2 separate regions of the Mus musculus genome follow, and region 2 is linked to region 1. Evidence: chromatin contacts called from public HiChIP or PLAC-seq data. All regions are on one chromosome and are shown on one strand. Each heading gives the region's core, a stretch centred on a gene start, on an enhancer-like site or on the middle of the called end of the contact. The rest is flanking DNA. Distances are from core to core; before and after follow the strand shown.

Region 1 (3,719 bases), core at 684-3,183:
TCATATTATTGGGAAGGGAGCAAAAGTATGCCTCTATCAAATCTTATCTGAAAACCTATCTGTGCACAAGCACATATTCTATTCTGGTGCTAGAACTCTACAGCAGTGGACTAGATAAATCCCCTAAATATTTGAGATAAATACCTAACTATTGAATACTCTCTTTTTTTATAAAGAGAGGAAAAAAAAATGACTGCATGTCTTCCTGCCACTCAAGCCAAAATTAAGAAGTATTTGAAAATAAACTCCTACATTCATTTTCAGTGTAAAAGCCTAAGTATTTACAAAGGGAGGCCATAGCACAAAGTAGGATTGGTTTACTGAATGCCAAATCCCTGTGCTGTGAGTTCCATCGGGGCAGTGAGCAGTAGCCGGCAGCAGGATTGCTCAGCTCCACGAGTCAATGCACAGACCCACAGGGAGCTCGTCCTGAGCCTGTTTGAACGAATTACAGAACATTTACCTATACTTAAACTCCACTGTTAACAAACACAGCATGGTTTTTTGATTCTGGTTATAATCATCAATAAATGCAGAGACTGCCCCACAGAAACCATACCTTAAGGGAAAAGACTGGGCTCAAAGGCCCAGTCCTGACCACTCAGCCAGTTCCCGGCTACTTGTAGGGGAAGGTCACCTGACCTGAGAGCCAGGGTCTCCCTGGTAAGGAAGTGGCAGGACCAGTTTGTCATGGAGGTGGAATTAATTGATGAAATGACTGGACAGTACTGTGTTAAAGGCAGTGAAGATGTAGGCTCTTTAAGTCTAACATTGAGAGAGACAACCCAGCCTTCAGACTACTCGTCTAAGTAAGTTGTGTATCATCGTCCGCTGGCTTAGCAGCCACTTGGCAAGCTCAGTTTCGGTGTCAGGTGTAATTTGTCTTTAAAAATGAAGTTAAGGGCATGCACCTTAACCTTCCCACCAAAGCAAAGAGCAAAACCAAAGCACAGCGTTAACCCCTTCATGCCGTGTTTTGTTCCCGCTGACGAGCGCCCCTTTCTGTCGATGCACCATTGTGATTTTATTCTATCACATGGGTTTTCCTCTTTCCAGGCGATGAACTTTGTGAGGATCGAGTTTTCCCCATTTTTAAACTGTTGTGGGTGTCTCGTGCACAGTGTGTCAGTCAAGTGAGTGGTTGGTGAGAGGAAAGAAAGTATGTGTGGATAGAAGCAAACCATTTATGACTTACAATCTCAAGGCAAACACTTCATGAAAATGGGGACCCTATGTGCCTTGAGGGCCCCCTTTCCAAGTAGTCAGCGCTCAGTATAGTAGGAGACCCCAAAGAAATGTGCAAAGAAAAGAAAGGGCCAGCTCCAGGTGACGGGGTTAGGAGTTGTGGACTTTCTTATTGTGGTTTTGTTTTTTTTTTTTTTTCTCCAGTTCATCCCCAACCCCCACCAATGTCTCATCCCAGAGCTGGAGGCTCCCTTGGGAGAAATCCCCAGGCCTGATCCAACTCTGGTCACTTTAGATCCTACTCCTTATCAAAACTAGCTCCTGTGTCCTCTTTCTGCAGGGCTGGTCTGTGCCCCCACTCCACCCTCTACTAATTTAATGACTACACATTCCTATACTAGTTACAGACATCAAAGAGTATTGACAGGTAATATGTTCCAGTCAAGGGAATGGAAGCAATCCGCAACACTTAACCCAAAAGACAGGCCCAATAAAACCCCATTAGGAGCTGTGCCGGAGTGTCAGATTCCCCATGCCGCCTCCTCCGTGGCCCATATTGGAGCCAGCCCTTGGAAACAACAGGCTGCCTGTAGGACTCCTGATCTTATCTATCCACATTTATACTGGGCTCTGCGGTGGAGCAAGCTGTAAATGTGATAGTTGCAACACGCCCTTTAGAATACTAAATTCACTGCTGATTAAATAAAATGGCTGAGTGATCTGGAATCAGCCCCACAGAATGGACTCAGAGAAAAATGAACCAAGATCCTGGGCTTGTGCTGCAGCTGTACTCATCTCTCACTAGGTCGGATGTGATGCTAACGGGAGCTCCCACGTGGTTATTTCTCCTGTTTCCCAGCGTGAAACCCAGGAATAAAGTACCATGTATGCCTAAAGCTAGCCCCTCTTACAGAAGAGAAGGCCAGGTTTCCTCTGTTGAATTTTTCTCTTTACTTATTTGTTTGAGAGCACTCTTGAACTCTCTTTGGAGAATCAGGTCGCCCCATTTGATTCTCAACTGTGGGCAGTATATTCATGTAATGGAAAGTGTTACTAATCCTTTAAGAGCCAGTGTGAGCTACTGCTGGGTTAGAAAGATTCTAATAACTGGGCTTTTGTCTGTGATCGCTGATAACATTTTTAATTAAAGTTGGGCAGTCATTTGGTAATAAGTACAGCTGGAGCAGAGCATGCTATTGTTCTAGAACCGATGGAGTTCAAATTCAGGTTTTCCCAAACAGGTACGTGACCGAAACACTGGTTTCTGTCCCACTTTGGGACGCCATTTTCACTTTCAAGGTGTCTACCATAGTTAACTGCTACTTGAAATATTTGTAGCATTTTCCTTTAAATATATTTTCTACTCTACATGAGTGTTTTAAGGCCATAGATGGAAAACTACTCTTCCTTGTTCTTAGCTGAAGATAATCAATACAATGGAAGTTAAAGATCATTAAATTCTAATTACATAATACCCTTACTAAAAACAAACCTGCCTCCATTTATTATTAACCTGGGATTTGGACAGGCTAACACATCGGGGGCTCTGACGGATGGAAAGAGCCTTCTCCTTATTATTTCAGTGCCGGCCTATCTTTGATTAACACTGCCTTTGAAAACCTCGTTCCCTTCTTTTTGTGTCTGACTGGCTAGATCTAGACAAACAGAACAATCATGCTATTTATAGGAGGTAGGTGGTGGCTCTCTCTGCACACACCCAAGAAGTGGTTAGAATACACAAATGTGGACATGACAAAAAATCTACAATGAGTGTATGGAAGGAAAACCGCCTTGAATAAGCGAGCACTTAATACTAACGTGTTGCTGCAGAGGGCTTCTGCTTTGGAGGCTTGACCCTGTTCTGGCTGAAAGGATGCTTGATAAAGTCGGTATATAATGGGCAGTCAAGTGGATGTTAAGTCAAAGAATGCCAAGGACATTCACAAGGCTCCTAGCTGGTACTGTGCTGAGCATCCCAGGTGGGGAGTGCTGGAGAGGTTGTGGGAAACAAGATTGGGAGAGAAACTGGAAGGAAGGAATAGGTAAATTGCTGTGTGCCTGTGCAGCAGCTCGAGTATTGGGGACACAGGGTCTGTGAAACCAGTAGGTTTGTCTCACCAACACTATGACCCTTGAATAGCTTCAAAACTGTAAATTGTCCTCCAGTTTAAAATTTTTCATGAGATCCCTGACTCCACTCCCCTTCTTATTCAATCATTATGAACATAATTTATTCACAGCCTAAGGAAAGATGAACTGTATCAAGTTCGGGTGGCACACACCCAATCCCAGCACCTACCTATCAAGCCCCAGTACAGCCAAGGTTCCATGGTGAGACCTGATTTCAAAACGAGCTATTTATTTTCAATAAAATAAACCGTCCTCTTTGCTGGAGTGACACCCCTGTTCCCATTAATGTATGGCTGATATTTTGAGAAAAGCACTTTCATACTGAGGATACCATTTATGAACTTTGCCAGTTCCCCGGTAATTAAGGAGAATTCCTAAAACCCGTAAAATTCGACAACCAGGCT
Region 2 (3,719 bases), core at 483-2,982, 670 kb after region 1:
CATATCAGGTGCTGAAACGTCACGCTGCGGGCTATAAAAGCAGCGCCATTTTCCCGGTTCGGGGTCTTCCTGAAGAAGTAAGCAATAAAGCTTTTGCCACGGAAGATTCCGGTCTGTTGCGTCTTTCTTGCCAGTCGAGTGGGACGCAATACAGGAGGAGAAGAGCAAAGAGGAGGAGAAGACGCCATTCGACAGGTGAATCCTGAGAACATGGCAATGAGGGCTGGCAGCTGGAGAAAGAGTGGCCCAGGCAGAACATGCAAGTTATAACTCAGGGTTATTGACAGGCTATCTGCCCAGCTCCAGTGCATTAAGACATAAATATAAAGGTTTTGTGTCTTTTCTTTGGAAACTAAATGATCAAGGGTGGGGTAGAAACCCCATATTAACTTTTACTACAATAGTCTGCTAACAGTATTTTAACAAAAAATAAAAAGCAGAAATGAATGATCTGTTTTGAAGATGGAGATGTCTGCAATAAAGATGCCAGCAAGATGGGCTTCATTATCAGGGCTTGTGTCTTGCCCTTGTCAACTTCTCACTGTGTTCCTGCTCAGCCTTTCCCAGGATCTGCATGGTGGCAGGGCATGTGGAGGGAGAGAGGGAGGGAGGGAGGGAGAGAGAGAGAAAGAGAGAGAGAGAGAGAGAGAGAGAGAGAGAGAGAGAGAGAGAGAGAGAAGAAGAAGAAGAAGAAGAAGAAGAAGAAGAAGGAGGAGGAGGAGGAGGAGGAGGAGGAGGAGGAGGAGGAAGGAGGAGGAGGAGGGAGAGGGAGGGGGAGGAGGAAGAGGGAGGGGGAGGAGGGAGGGGGAGGGGGACAAGCTGCCACACACCTCTGGTACCTCTGCTTGTGACTTAGGGTTTCCACTGCTGTGAACAGACACTATGACCAAGTCTTATAAGGACAACATTTAATGGGGGCTGACTTATAGGTTCCGAGGTTCAGTCCATTATCATCAAAGCTGGAACACAGCAGCATGCAGGCAGGCATGGTGCAGGGGAAGCTGAGAGTTCTACATCTTGATCTGAAGGCCACTAGGGGAAGACTACTGTCTTCCATGAAGCTAGGAGGAAGGTCTCAAAGCCCACTCCCACAGTGACACACTTCCTCCAACAAGGCCACACCTCCTAACAGTGCCACTCCCTAGGCCAAGCATGTTCAAACCACCACAGGCCTCGACTTACACACAAACAAGCATGCATATATACAGATGTGCCCACACATACAAGCATGTATATATACAGATATACAACATACATGCACACACAAGAATGGAAAGAAAACACACAGCATGTACCGGTCAGCCTGTACACACTCAGCTTGCCTCCATCTTTGATTTGTTTATTTGTTGATTTCTTTATTGCTTTGAAAAAGAATACATGCCTTTCCTCCTGGCAATGCACAGAACACCTCCTTTATCTACAGCACCCTCTTAAACTCTGCCAAGAACACCACCAGGTTCTGATTACCACAAGCAGCTATGAGTGTGGCCCAAAACAAAATCATAAACTGACTTGAACCATTATGAGATTATTTTTAAAACATTTTTGTAACGTGACTGCATGGGTCTCCATGGTGAACTTTATAGGTGACAACATCACATCACAGTGATTGGACACACTTGAAGGCAGCTGAGCTCTGAGCATTTCCACCCACTCATAGAACACTGGCTGAATGTTCTATTCCCGGAACTCCTCCAGGCTGGGCCTACCTTTTGTTTTTTCTGACTCACTTTCCAGCAGCTACTCAGCAAACATAGCCCTGGGTACCATGCCAGCCAGGCAGCTCTACAGCCTGCCTGTTAGTGTCTGGCGGTACCATTGCTGCTCTGAGGTTCCATCTCATTCATGCCCACACAAAAGAAATTGGCCCGCATGCCTCCTGCCTTATCAGTAGCCACCAGACATGTCCAGAGCCTTGTAAACTGCAGGTGGCTATAAATGGAATTCTTGCCGCACACAACCCTTACAGAGCAGAACCACGAGCAGTCAGCCGGAGCTAAGGGGTACCCCACACAAGCAGTGAAGACCCTGCCAGCCCAGCCTCTTCCTGGAGAGTGAACTCTGAGTGAACGCACCTGGGGATTGATGCATCCAATCAGGAGCCAGTGGCAGCTGCCCACTCTGCTGTAACATAGCCTAACCTTGATGAAAGAAAAAAATGTCTCTTTGGGGTCTTGCTAAATTATCCGACTCCAGAGCAGGGGGACAGGGGGGGGAGGTTTGGGGGCAAATGCCATCTGCTAGGAGACTACCCACCCCCACCCCGCCCCAAGCCTCTGATTCCAAGGTAGTCCTGACACAGGAACTTTAGCCTGGACTCATGCCAGATAGAGATGAGCTAAAAACCATGTCCAACATGACTGCAGGATATAGAACCCAAAGCCAATTACTAAACAACCCCCCTGGGGGGTGGGGGGGACAAATTTCTGAAAACAGTGATACCTGCTGTTTCCTATTGAGGATCCATTAATAAAATAATAAAAATAAAATCTCACTAAATGAGCATATTTAGAGCAGTATTCCCTTCGACGGGTTGTAATTTCTATAACTCTCTCTGGAGACAGCCTTTAGCTCTGTATAGCAACTACCAGGCAGGATGCAATCTGCAGTCTGCCGGTTGCAGAGGAGATGAGTCAGCCTGCAGCAGAAAGAGTAGCAAGGACATCTTCCCTATGAGCACCACTGTAACTCAGCAGCAGTGCAGCATAGAAGCTGTGTTTCTGCAAGATAAGCTTCCCACCCAAAGAACATATCGTTTCTCTCTGCTTCAGAAGGAAGAGGACCTCGGAGGCTTCTGAACCATGAGAGAAGTAGCCAGGCTTCGAGGCAAATGTCCTCCTGAAGAGCAAGACAGACGAACACCAACTCCTCCCCAAGCTAGGTTTCCAAACTGCAAAACCCTATTTATACCCTCTAGCTCTTCGATGCAGTGGGCCCCTGGTGTCTTCAATGTTCTCTGCTGTAAACTGACTTCTCAGAACTTCCTGATGTGCCTTTACAGGCATGCAAGCCCCCCTACTGTGAACCAAGAATGAGTCCCCCTGCTGAGCCCTGGTCCAGTGTTCAGGAATTTAAACTGTGAGTCAAGCCAGACTTCTGACAAGCACAAGCGAAAAGACTTGCAGATGAGAAGGCTGAACACTGGTCCATCAGCCCCAGTGCAAGAATTCTTGCCTTCCACTAGCCCACCTCCTTGGGTCACTCTTCCAGGGACTCTATAAGAAAGATGAGCTGTTGGATGTGTCACACGGCCCCTAATGGAGGAGCTAGAGAAATTACCCAAGGAGCTATAGGGAACTGCAACCCTATAGGTGGAACAACAATATGAACTAACCAGTACCCGGGAGCTCTTGTCTTTAGCTGCATATGTATCAAAAGATGGCCTAGTCGGCCATCACTGCAAAGAGAGGCCCATTGGACTTGCAAACTTTATATGCCCCAGTACAGGGGAACGCCAGGGCCAAAAGGGGGGAGTGGGTGGGTAGGGGATTGGGGGGGTGGGTATGGGGGACCTTTGGGATAGCATTGAAAATGTAAATGAGGAAAATACCTAATTAAAAAAAAAAAAAAAAAAAAGAAAGATGAGCTGTGTATGTCAGACCGGAGGCAGCCAGAGAGCAACCAGACTTACGGCCTGACAAAGAAATTAACTCAGGGCCAGCCTCCTCCTCGCTTCCCTTCATGGCTGAGTTACATGGTTGGTGTCTAGTTGACATGTG

Evidence for each region. HiChIP or PLAC-seq counts read pairs in DNA pulled down with a chosen protein or histone mark.
Region 2: an H3K27ac HiChIP or PLAC-seq map of VIP interneurons shows a contact between it and region 1, with 12 times the contacts expected there. The contact joins two enhancer-like sites. A contact is called at or near these places in 1 of 39 promoter capture datasets (the SN4741 cell line), 1 of 15 datasets of contacts at CTCF or cohesin (large pre-B cells), 7 of 484 Hi-C or Micro-C datasets (cerebral cortex, embryonic stem cells, hematopoietic stem and progenitor cells and 2 more) and 4 of 115 datasets of contacts at active chromatin or transcription factors (VIP interneurons, embryonic basal ganglia, extraembryonic endoderm stem cells and 1 more).

The regions. Positions count from the first base shown.
Region 1 is chr1:164,432,473-164,436,191 of GRCm38.p6, forward strand. The region is part of intron 13 of Nme7 (NME/NM23 family member 7); the gene reads left to right. Among named protein-coding and RNA genes, the nearest start is that of Gm39690, 16 kb to the left of the region's middle. Within about 2 kb of position 1,934, at least 15 of the 459 cell types and tissues checked have an H3K27ac peak or open chromatin away from gene starts, as enhancers often do. A contact at or near this core is called in VIP interneurons, where this site is marked.
Region 2 is chr1:165,103,154-165,106,872 of GRCm38.p6, forward strand. No RefSeq gene overlaps it. Among named protein-coding and RNA genes, the nearest start is that of 4930568G15Rik, 13 kb to the left of the region's middle. Within about 2 kb of position 1,733, at least 72 of the 459 cell types and tissues checked have an H3K27ac peak or open chromatin away from gene starts, as enhancers often do. A contact at or near this core is called in VIP interneurons, where this site is marked.